Regions from separate parts of the Sus scrofa genome. Here regions 1, 3 and 4 are each linked to region 2. The links are chromatin contacts, called in public HiChIP or PLAC-seq maps. All regions are on one chromosome and are shown on one strand. Each heading gives the region's core, a stretch centred on a gene start, on an enhancer-like site or on the middle of the called end of the contact. The rest is flanking DNA. Distances are from core to core; before and after follow the strand shown. Region 1 holds the start of RAPGEFL1 (rap guanine nucleotide exchange factor-like 1). Region 2 holds the start of TOP2A (topoisomerase (DNA) II alpha). Region 3 holds the start of SMARCE1 (SWI/SNF-related matrix-associated actin-dependent regulator of chromatin subfamily E member 1). Region 4 holds the start of MSL1 (male-specific lethal 1 homolog).

Evidence for each region. HiChIP or PLAC-seq counts read pairs in DNA pulled down with a chosen protein or histone mark.
Region 1: an H3K27ac HiChIP or PLAC-seq map of alveolar macrophages shows a contact between it and region 2. The contact joins the promoter of RAPGEFL1 here to the promoter of TOP2A in region 2. A contact is called at or near these places in 1 of 47 Hi-C or Micro-C datasets (embryonic fibroblasts) and 1 of 2 datasets of contacts at active chromatin or transcription factors (alveolar macrophages).
Region 3: an H3K27ac HiChIP or PLAC-seq map of alveolar macrophages shows a contact between it and region 2. The contact joins the promoter of SMARCE1 here to the promoter of TOP2A in region 2. A contact is called at or near these places in 2 of 47 Hi-C or Micro-C datasets (epiblast stem cells and skeletal muscle) and 1 of 2 datasets of contacts at active chromatin or transcription factors (alveolar macrophages).
Region 4: a contact with region 2 is called in an H3K27ac HiChIP or PLAC-seq map of alveolar macrophages. The contact joins the promoter of MSL1 here to the promoter of TOP2A in region 2. A contact is called at or near these places in 1 of 5 promoter capture datasets (fetal liver), 3 of 47 Hi-C or Micro-C datasets (embryonic fibroblasts, epiblast stem cells and heart right ventricle) and 1 of 2 datasets of contacts at active chromatin or transcription factors (alveolar macrophages).

Annotation. Positions count from the first base shown.
Region 1 is chr12:22,194,526-22,197,225 of Sscrofa11.1, forward strand. It overlaps RAPGEFL1 (rap guanine nucleotide exchange factor-like 1), which reads right to left and starts at 1,316. Exons shown (of 11, transcript XR_002337116.1): 1 at 402-1,316.
Region 2 is chr12:21,999,764-22,002,601 of Sscrofa11.1, forward strand. TOP2A (topoisomerase (DNA) II alpha) reads left to right here and starts at 1,537. Exons shown (of 35, transcript NM_213884.1): 1 at 1,537-1,693; 2 at 2,611-2,766. The coding sequence starts at 1,673.
Region 3 is chr12:21,783,018-21,785,857 of Sscrofa11.1, forward strand. It overlaps SMARCE1 (SWI/SNF-related matrix-associated actin-dependent regulator of chromatin subfamily E member 1), which reads left to right and starts at 1,393. Exons shown (of 11, transcript XM_021067015.1): 1 at 1,393-1,893.
Region 4 is chr12:22,236,287-22,239,111 of Sscrofa11.1, forward strand. MSL1 (male-specific lethal 1 homolog) reads right to left here and starts at 1,271. Exons shown (of 9, transcript XM_003358056.4): 1 at 1-1,271. The coding sequence starts at 657.

The DNA of each region.
Region 1 (2,700 bases), core at 66-2,565, 190 kb after region 2:
TGGCCACCTCTAGGGGGCCACACTGACTGGTCTGGGCAGCGTCCATCTTAGCATGTCAGGCCCGAATTTGGGGCCACAGAAGGACGCAGTCAACATCAGGGACCTAGGAAGGGCTGGATAAGATGTCCGGGGGAGAGGAGAGGTGGCTTAAGGAGAGAAAGAGGTTCAGCTTCTTCCCCAGCCACTGGCTGAAGCTGCTACAGGGAGGAAGGTGGCACTGCCACTTCTCCACTGCAGAAGGGTCTGTCCCTCCCGTAGGCCCCTAGCCCACTTCAGCTGACCAGACCACTCAACCCCACACCGAGGCTCCGCGCAGCGCCACCCCCACTCTCCAAGGGCAAGGAAGAGCAACCAGGGGACGACCCCCTACTGGGGGATGGATGAGCTGGCCGACTCCTTACCTGAGGCAGCGCTGTCCCTGGTGGCCCCTCCAGCCAGCCGCTCCAGAACCCGGTTCAGAAGATGCTCCGGCCGCTCGGGGGCGCCCAGGGGGGCCCAGGGTGGGGAAGGCAGGGGCTCGCCCGGGGACAGCTCATCTGAGGAGTACGAGGAAGGGGAGCGCAGGGCCCCCCCTCCCCCGAGCGGTCCGGGCCCTGGCACCTCCTCTAGCTGCAGCCAACAGGGCCCCCTGCTGCTGAGCTCCTCCGCGACCCCCGCCAGCTCGCCCCCGTCCTCCTCAGGGGGCGGCTCCAGCCCCGGCTCGGCGGGGGGCTCCCGGAGGAAAGCTGGGAGCAGCAGGCGAGACACGCTCTGACGCCGCTGCAGTGGCCGCGGTCCCCCGGTTGGACCGCCGCCCCCGCCAGGTCCCCCACCCCCTCCAGGCCCGCCGCAGCTACCCGGACCCCCGCCGGGACCTCCCGCCACCGTTCGCCCCGCCAGCTGCGACGTCTGCTTCTTCAGAAATTTCTCCAGCGGCTTCATGCCCCCCCCCCGCCCCTCTCCTCGGGGCCGCCGGAGGACCCAGGTGTCCCAGGCGCGGGCGGGGGGGGGGCGGGGACACGATGCTCAGAGCCGGAGGGGCAGAGCGGAGGGCCGTGCCAGGCGCCGGACTGGGGGCAGAGGTGCCCGAGGCTCGCTGGCCGGAGTCCAGTGGCCAGGGGCCGGAGGGGGTGCCAGAGGGAAGGAGTGCCTGCTCTTAGTGGCCCCCCATGCCGGCTGCAGCGCACGCGGCCCGAAGGGTGGGTAGGCTGCGGGGCCGGTGCCCCTCGCTCTACGCTCCGGAGCCGGGCTGCGGCGGCAAAGGCAGCGGGTGGTGCGCAACGCTGAGAAGACGCGGCGGTGGCGGCGGCGGCGGCAGCGGCGGCGGCGGCTGTGCTCCTGACCGGGGGGAAGGTGGCAGAACTGAGGCCGCGCCCCCTCCTTCAGTCCCCGCCCAGTCCCCGCCCCCGCCCTTCATGGGCCCGCCCCCTAGGCCGCGCGAGGCTTGAACTTGGGCGCAGGGGCTGACAGCGAGGGAAACAGTAAGGGGCTGAATGGGATTAGACTCGGGGCAGATCCAGACGTTCAGGGCAAAGGGGAGGGAGTAATTTACCCACTGAAAGGGGGTTCCTGGCTTGAGGCCTACGAGGACTCTTGGTATCATTGCAAAGAACCAGGCCACACACTTTGCTTGACTCACCTACCTGTATTCGGGTGGGGCCTCCAAAAATTGCTGATTGGTTGTCCATCACTCTGGATCTTGATAATGTACTCTTGTTGCCATACTCTGAGGAATATGTGGTTTTTATCTTCCTTCTGTTAGAAGGGCTGGAAAGGCCTCGGGTGAACTGGCATTGAAACCTGAGGCAGTACTCATCTGCCCTTTCTGGTAGGGCACAATAGGTGGTGAGGGCCTGGCCTGTGAGAGGCAGGTACTGGCAGGCAGGTAGGAGCCAGGCTGGGAGCCGCAGGTTGTGGCAGGTCTAATTGGGGTGAGGAGAAGAGACAGTAGGCAAAGGGGGAGGAGACCAGGAGCACAAGGGCACCTGAGCCTAGCTGGCAGCAGGAGGAAGCAGAGCCCTAGAGATGGTTGACAAGCTCCAGAACTGCCAACTAACACCATCCAGCATAGAGAGCGAGCCCATCCAGAGATGACATAACCACAGAGTGAGGAAAGTAATACCAAATTTGCTCTCCAAGTAATCTTATTCCTGATGCCTATGCCCAGAGCATTCTGCCCCTAAGGGCACACCGTTCCAGAAGGAGGGTGGTAGAGAGACATGCTCAGTGTAAGCACATCAAGGTTAAGGTAACAAGGTGGGGAGTGGCACCAGGCACCAGATGGGTTGAGGCTCCTTGGCCAATGCCCCACCCCTGTTTACTGTGCACCAACCAGGCAGCAACAGGAATGTTAAAGGCTGGGAGTGGTGGTGGAACTGAACAGGGTGTGTGCCATGCACGTGTGTCACTGTGTGTACCTATCTGGTCCTATGTGTGCAAGAGCATGTCTTCATAGAAATAAAGCTTTGCACACCCATCTGTTTGTGGATTTGCAAAAAAGAACAGTTAAAAAGGAGAAAGCACACTTTTGGCTAAAAAGCTGGACTAGAGAGCCGAGTATTTGTTTCCTGGGTTCTCATTATTGGATACCCCAATATCTTTGGGGCTAAGAGGGGAAACTGGTTGGAGTGGCTCGTAGCTCCCCAGGCATTTTATGAACCAAATAAGAAGAGGGGAGGGCTCCACTCCCAGCACATGCCACAGTTACCAGATTAAGCTGGT
Region 2 (2,838 bases), core at 287-2,786:
TGGGCATTGGCTATGCTGAGATGATTTAACAACTGGTGTTCCTGATTTATTTGGGGGAGGGATTAAATCCACAAATTGTCCCGCCCACCTAAGGAAAATCCCTGCTTCCTGATTTGGATACTGCTAGCTTACTAAACACTTTATGTCTTATAATCCTCTCCCACCACTCTGAGGTAACACTGTTATTTTCATTCCCTTTTCTGAGCAGAGGAAAAGAAAGCACCTGCGAAATTGCCTCCATCAAGACAAGACTGGCAAATGGCCAAGTCAAGACTTGAAACTCAGGGAATATTGATTGGAAGGAGGTGGTTCAGATGGAATTTATAGTCATTCAAATTGCACAGTTTTTTTTCTAGCATCTGATAAGGGCAACGACTTTTTTTTTTCTGTCATTTTAACATTGTGGATTGAGGAGTCCAGAAGAAACACACTCAGGAGTTCCCTTTGTGGCTCAGCAGTTAACAAACCCAACTAGGATCCATGAGGACGAGGGTTCAATCCCTAGCCTGGCTCAGTGGGTTAAGGATCCAGCATTGCCCTGAGCTGTGGTGTAGGTCGCAGATATGGCTTGGATCCTGCGTTGCTGTGGCTATGGTGTAGGCCAGTGGCTACAACTCCGATTCGCCCCCTAGCCTGGAAAGCTCCATATGCTGCGGGTGCGGCACTAAAAAGCAAAAAAAGAAAAGAAACACACTCAAACATTTAGACGTCAGAGTAATAAACGCTTTGGTCTTTGGCATTTCGTCAAATCTGGACTGCAGGGCTCAGGGGAACACGGAGGAAAGCAAATTAACAAGTAGGAGTGCATCCTGGCGGCCACCTGAGGAAACAGCTGCAGTTCTAGAAAGGCCCCTAAACCATCCTCAGCCCCTGAGCTCTGACTATGCTATTCTCTTCGACCAGTCACAGCCCCACGCCGATCTCAAGGGGCCTTGAACGCTGCTCTCTTTTGTGTGGTCTCTCTTATGCCCTTCGATTATACGAAAACCCAAACCACAACTGTACCACATTTGTTTCCGCAAAAATAAATGGGGCGGGTGTGGGGTGGGGGAGACGGTTTGAGGCAGATGCCAGAGACGACTTGCTAAACTGAACCAAATCGCCAGGCTCAGTTTCCTCAAGAAACAGAGCTGGGACTCCCGTTTCTCTCGTTTAAAAAAAGGAAAAAGAAAAACGCCTCAGGATAGAGGGCGGTCTTTAGATTCCAGGGATCTCAAAGAAGTATAAATATCCCCTCTTTCCTCCCACCCTGGAACTCAGAAAACCCCTTTCCCCTCAAGAGCTACACACCGAGAACAAACCAGCCCTACTTATTGGCCAAATTCCCTGTCTGTCTCTCCGCTTTGACTCCAAGTGGTGCCTTTTGAAAAAGATCTTCTAGTTCCGCCTCCCTTGCCTAATTGGTTCATTCGAACCGGCCCCCGGCCATCTCAGCCGTTCATTGGTAAATATAAAAGACTAGCTCTGATTGGTTTATCGGGAAGGAAGCCGTCAGAGAGCGTCAGGGATTGGCTCTTCTGGTTTGGGCGGGCTGGCTGAAGGTTCAAACGGAGGGGCAGCTCTCTCCTAACCGACGATCGTCTGTGGAGAAGCGGCTAGCTTCCCGACCATCTCGAGGGTCCTGCCGGTTTAGTCGCTCGCAGAGTTGTCGAGCCCCTTCACGACCGTCACCATGGAGGTGTCGCCACTTCAGGTACAGCTCGTGGAAGGGGGCGCGTCGCGGATCCTCAGCGCGGCCTGGCATCAATCCTGCTGCCTGTGAGAGGGGGAGGTGCCTCGGCTGCGGTCCCGACGCCGCGGGCTCGGCGCCGGCGTTCCGCATGGGCCCGGGTCCCCTGGGCTCGGCGCGATCGCGAAGAGGCTGAGACCCCTTTGTGGTGCTAATAGTGAAGTAACATCAGCTAAACGGGTGTGGCGTTGTGTTTTCACTGTTTCTAGAGAACGCGAGTCAATTGGTCCTGGAGTCGGTGGTGGGATAATGGGCCGCGTGGGGCTTTATGCAGCGCGGACAGATGCTTTCCTCATCTACCCTCGGGCTGAAAATGGGATTGGACCTCCCTGACCTGGGGAGGCGCTGGACAAGGCACGGGGTTCCCACTCCGGAGCCCGAGTGCTCAAAATATGCCCCTCCTGTGTTCAAGACGTTAATGTGCCTAAAGGGTGGACTCCATGGTTCGGTCCCGGGTTTCGGCACCAAAAAAAAAAAAAAAAAAAAAGGTGGACTCCATAGCGTCCCAAACTGCTGCTGAAGGAGAATCTCTTACGTGCCTGGGACCCAGTAGACCCTCAGTCAATAGGTGCAGAGTAGATGAAAGAAGGGGGTGTGTTCTATGGATGGCATCTAAGATGTGAACGCATTTCCGTGTCAGATAGTTACGCTGGGCTAGAGAACATGCCCATTTAAGCTGACACCCAGGAACCTGGCTGCAGATAACTTAAACCACCACGTTTGTACACAAACGATGTCAACACCACCCACACCTCCTCAAAACGTGTGATTTGTCATGGTGTGTGTAAGCAGATCATTGTGGTAGGTGTTTTGTGAACAGTTTCTGATAAACCTGTGATTCAAAATCGCTTTTCTTCAATCTTTTTTTTTTTAATTGCCAGCCTGTAAATGAAAATATGCAAGTCAACAAAACAAAGAAAAATGAAGAGGCTAAGAAAAGATTGTCTATAGAAAGAATCTATCAAAAGAAAACACAGTTGGAACACATTTTGCTCCGCCCAGACACCTACATTGGCTCTGTGGAATCAGTGACCCAGGTAAAACCAAGCGAATTAGATGTAGTTACTAAGTAGTTGAGATATGTCCTTGTCCAGATTAACTGCCTATAC
Region 3 (2,840 bases), core at 143-2,642, 220 kb before region 2:
GATTACAGACCAGGTGAGAAAGATATCGATGTCACTGCTCCTCTGAGATCCCCTTCTTCCCTTCTCCACCATCTTTGTGCCACCCATTTCCCACTAGCATGCTTTGTTCCTAGCACCCAGGAATGAATACATATGTATGTGTGTGGGGGGAGGGTGTATTTTTTTTTCTTTTTTCTTTTTTTCCTTTTGCTGTGCCTGTGGTGTGCAAAGCTTTCTGGGTGACAATGCCAGGTCCTTAACCACTAGGCCACCAGGGAACTCCAATGCCTTTATATTTTAAAAAAGCAACTTCGTGTACATTACCACAAGCACCACTCAGGCTGCCCGTCATCCTTTGATGATTTCTTTTTCAGTCTTTCCCTTCAATATGCTTTTCAATTTCACTCATCTCTAATCATGAGTATAAAAATATTGGAGGTGGAAGAACTAGACAGAGAGTCACTCGTTCTCTGGCTTGGCAGACTTCTAGAGTTGCCCTAGTCTCTGATGGCACACTCAGGATGGCGGATGGCGGCTAAGGGTAGCAGAGGAATTCACGCAGTCACTCTAAACGTCAACAGTGTTTTCGGGTAATTTCAGATCCTTCTCCCTCCACTGTGGCCTGCAACATCGGCCAAGTGTTTATATATCCAAGGAAAGGCTACTATCCATTCAGTAAACCAACTTATTTATGATTTAGTAGAAAGAGCCCTGGTCTAGGCCAGAATCTGCCTCCATAACGTGTTTACTGATCATCTGACAATGAGTCAAGCTCCTCCTGGGTACTGGCGATGCCAAGATGATCAAGACTGAACCTTTGCTTTGGAGGCTCTCCTGTTAAACGGAAGATGACAAAGACGGTCTGATACAATGTATCAGGTAAAGTCTATAATAATGCTACCAAAGAACCTTGGGAGTTAGAGGAAGGATTAAGGGTGGAGAAGAGAGCTTCCGAAGGGCATCACAAACAGAATTTGAGCTGGATCCAGAAGGTCACTTGCATTTAAGCTAAAAAGTGAAAACCATCGTTCCCAGGGGAGGGAACCGAATGAGCCAAGGCGCCTTGGGACAGGGACCCTTGCCAAGAGCTGCAAGGGTACACAACCTGGGGCAAGAGGATTAACATTTCCGGGCCTTGGATCAGAAACCTGTGCCAGTCACACCAGGCTCGCGCTTGGGAGACCTAGAAAAGTGCCACGGTGCTTTCGCCAAGCTCCTGCCCGGCCTTTAAGGCAGGCAGCCCTGGGAGGCGCGCGGGACAACGCAAACTCGGCGAACCGGGCGCTCCACGCCTCCATCCCCGACTTGTTGACGTATACACTCCGGCTCCCACAGAAACAGGAACGAAGACCGGAAGAAAGAAAGAAAAAAAAGAAAAGAAAAAAAAAAGCCCGCGGAGGCGGGAGCGTGCGCAGCCCCAGCCTCGCCCGGGTGGCGCGCGGCCCGCGCGGCCACAGTGGTTCCGGGGCTCGCGGCCGGGCGCGCTTCCCGCCGCCTTCCGGCCCCGCGCGGGGAAGCCGAGGCCGCGCTCCCACCTCCCCTCGGCGCAGCCTCGCACCTCCCGCCGCGTCACCGGTTGCCGCTCCAGCTCCTCACCGCCCGGGGTCCGGGCCTGCCCCGCGGTCGGGCCACCTCCGCCCTCTCCGCCGTGACGAATCGGCGCCGGCTGGCAAATGCCCAAATTCGGGGAGTTTTGAGGAACACATGGAGCCTGAAAAAAATCCTTGACTGTACTAAGCACCACCGCGCCCCCTCGAGAAGGTTTATTTTTCTAAAGAGAGTCTGGTGGGGCTTGGAAAGGAATTCAGAAGAGTGTTGAAAGTGCGAGTGCGGAAGCTCCGGACGCGAGGGGCGGGGCGTGCGCGGGACAAAGGGAAGCGAGGCCGGAGCTGCGGGCGCTTTTTCTGCCCGCGGGTGAGTGTTCCCGACTGGGCCGGACTGGGTTGGGAGGGTGCCGAGGCGTGGTGTCCTGGCTTGGCCGGACCCGGAGTTCCCCGGGGTTGCTGGGGTTCAGGCTCGGCCGCGGGGCCGGAGCCAGGGGCCAGTTGCGGCCTCTCCGAGGCCTAGCGGAGCGAGGGTGGGGAAGCAGTCCCATCTGGGGCTCCTTCTTAGCGGCCAGATGCGCCCCTTCCACTAACCCCGCGAAATTGATCAAAGCACCCCTGCCCACTCCTCTTTAGTAGAGTTGCTGCTCAAGTGCATCCTTCACAACAAACCTAAAGGATACGACCTCAGAGGAAGCCCTTGGGGCAAGCCAAGCCCGTGCTCCTCACCCCCAGGAAGGTTGTTTCCCCTTGCTTCAGGCAGCGAGCTGAGGACTCACGATGTGGTTCGGAAACAGACTGGCCTGGGTTTGAAACCCAACTCTGGCGCTTTTTGGCGGTGTGTTTTTGGACAGGTTACTTAAACTCGCTGAGACTCCCTTTTTTTCCTCTGTAAAATGGGAATACACACATCTCGTTGGTAGTTGTGACTGTGAAACCAGATGGTGTAAGTAATAAGCCTGTCCCGGTGTAAGGTATTCAAATATTTATCTAGGGTTTTATGCCAGGCGCCGGATCCAGGGATGGATCCGGTGGTGGACAAATGTACAAGTTCACTCATGGAGTTTAGAGTCTAGCAAAGGAGATCAGTAATTTTAAAGTATTAACAATCAAGTGTGATGTACCAGGGAGTCTGTGGCAGTTATTGTCAGGGCTCCCCACAGCAAGGCCTACTGGACGTTGACAGCCTACCTGAAAGTGAGCAGGGAGGAAATCTGCACCTGACTCAGTAGTTTCCTGCCTGTTCCTTAAGGAGAGAGGGAGATTCCCAGGTCGGGCCATTGAGAAACACCTTTTTTTTTTTTTTTTTTTTTTTCC
Region 4 (2,825 bases), core at 21-2,520, 240 kb after region 2:
GGCCTGACTGGAGGCTCCCGAGCCGCCGCCACCCCCGAGAGGGCTCTTCCTCATACTCTTCCATCGGCCCTCGCTGGCCGCCAGGGTCCCGGCGGTGGCGGTGGGCGCGAGGGGTGGCGGCCCGGGCAGAGGTAGTGGTGGGGGTCCCGCCGGGTCCGAGGCGGTGGCAGCTGGGGGAGCCGCCCCACCCTTGTCCCCAGCCCAGGGCGTAGGCTCTTTGGCCGCCGCCACGAGAGAGCCCGTCTGAATGGGCAGCACCGCCTGATACTTGGGTCGGGGACTGCAGCCGGCTCCGGCTGCCGCTGGCTCCCCCCCAATGCCAGCTTGTTTGGTGGCCGGGGGCGGACAGGGCAAGGGCACCGAGCCGCCCCAGCTCTCTTCCTGCTGCCCGGGGGCCGCCCCGGCCGGGAGTAACAAGCCCCGGCCCTTGCCGCCGCAGCCGGCCGGGGAGGGCGCGGGGCTCCCGCCCTGGGAGGAGGCCAGCGGGGGCCCCGGCTCCTTGAGCTTACGGTGCCGGGGGAGGAAGTGGGCTTCGGCCGCCCCGGGCTCGTCCTCGGGCCCGCCCAGCGCCGCAGCCCGCTCGTAGTCCAGTCGCTGCTCAGGGTTGCCGCCGGCAGGGGCCGCGGCCGCCTTGAACACTGCGGATCTCATGGTCATAGTGGTCCGGAGCAGCGCCGGGGACCGAGACGGAGGAGGGGGTGGGGAAGGGGCGAGGTGCTGGGGGTCGAGGACGGAGGAGGGGGAGGGGAGTTTGGCGGGCTCGCCTCAGCAGCGCGGCAGCAGGCCTCGGCTAGCGCGGCTCCTCCGGGGCCCGGGCGCCATCCCGCCGGCGTGCGGAGAAGTGGAGGCCGCGGCTGAGGCCCGCCGCCGGCCCATGGGGGCCTCGCCGCCGCCTCTGCTGCCGCCGCCGCCGCCTTCGCCTCAGAGGCAGGAGCTCGCACCCAGCCGCCCCGAGCTCATCCCCGGAGCTCGCTTCGGCCCCCCCTGGCCCGGCCGGGCCCGCCTCGTCTCCCCACCCCACACCCCCCTTCCCCGCCCCGGCCCCCCGCCCCGGAGCTCGCCTCAGCCGCCCCGAGCCTCCATTTTCCCCCCTCTCCTCCTCAGGAGGGGGTGGGAGGGATGGGTCCGCCCAAAGCCCTCCTACTCCGGGAGGGGGTCTGTCGCCTCCCCTGGGGGTCTCCGGGCTCCGAGTCCCCCTCCCCCACTGTCACCCCCGGCGCCTCAGCGTTTCCCTTTAAAAAAACGGAGCCGCTCCGAGCCGCCGCCGCCGCGGCCGCCGCCGGCAGGAGGGCGCATGCGCTGGGAGGGACGCGGGCGGGAGCGAACCGGGAGCCGAGAGGAGGGAGGCGGGCCGCGCTATTGTGAAAGGGGCCGCCGCCGCCTCGAGGAGGGCGGGGAGGGGGCCGCGGGGGCGCCGGGCGCGGGGGCCGGCGAGGGGAGGCCGGGGATGAGGGGCGAGGACCCAGAAGCCGGCGGAGCGGCGGGGTGAAGGTGGGCTGCCGGGGGAGGGGCGAGCCGGGGGAGGGCCAGGAGGAGGGAAGAAAGGGCGACTGCGGAGGCTCCCCGGGAGAGAGGAGCGCGAGAGAATGGGGCTGAGAGCAAGGAAGGGGGCTTCGGGAGGCTGAGGCGCCCTCCGTGGAAGTGTACCGAGCGCTCCACGTACCCGCCCTGCGCTGGGCGGCCCCTTCCCGGGGCACCTTGGCAACCCGTCTGGCCCTCGCCAGAGGGGCCCTGCGGCCCCCGCAGCCCCGCACGCCTCCTGGACCGGAGTCAGGATGCAGGCTCCTGTGGGTGTTTTCTGGGCATAGAATTCTAACCCCTCCACCCCCTGCACTCCCCAGCAGCCCCACACTGGTATGGGAGAGAATGAAGTTCTTTGTCTCTAAGGGATCCAGACCAGAAACGGAGGGGACCTCTGGTTCCCCAAGGAAGGAAAATCCCTGCTGTCTGCTGCCTGGGGAGTTGTTGCCACCACCTCCCTGAAATGAAGTATTGCCAGCTACCAACAGTTCTTTCCCAACGGCCATGTCCCCAGCCTTCTTAAGTCACTTCTAGCATCTTCTGGGGGTTCATGAAAGACTGAAGAAAGGAAGGCATTTTTACCTTTACCCAGAATAGGAATAATTTAGGGTATTTTATGCTGAGCACTTCATCTTCTCCGTGTTCCTTGTGTGTATGTGTCTGTCCGTCTTAACTTCCAGGCAACTTTAGCCAACAAATCCTCACAGAATTCCTCGTGGAAAAACTCTTAATAGTTTTAATTGATTGTTTTTCTTTTCTGTTGAGGTGGGATTTTTTTTTTCTTCAGTCCATATGGAGAGGGAGATGACTAACATTCTTTGGCCCAATGTGAAAACCTCTAATTAAAACTGTATCTCTGCCTTGTGGGCCCAAAGCATAAAGCACTGGAAAATTGAGATAAATAGGTGTGAATGTGTTGAGAAGCCAAGAGAGCCCCAGCCTTCTTCTACCAGACTTTATGGCCTCAGATCTGCAAGGGGGATTTTATTGAAGTTAGGGATACCAATGAAGGGGAGAGGGGGTTGTATGGCAAGAGGCACATAGATTGTGGTGATCTTTTTCAGTGTCAAGACTTTCAGTACCAGAGTTTCCGTCATGGTGCAGTGGTTAACAAATCCGACTAGGAACCATGAGGTTGCGGGTTCAGTCCCTGGCCTTGCTCAGTGGGTTAAGGATTCGGCGTTGCTGTGAGCTGTGGTGTAGGTTGCAGACTCGGCTCGGATCCCATGTTGCTGTGGCTCTGGTGTAGGCCACTGTACAGCTCCGATTAGACCCCTAGCCTGGGAATCTCCATATGCCACGGG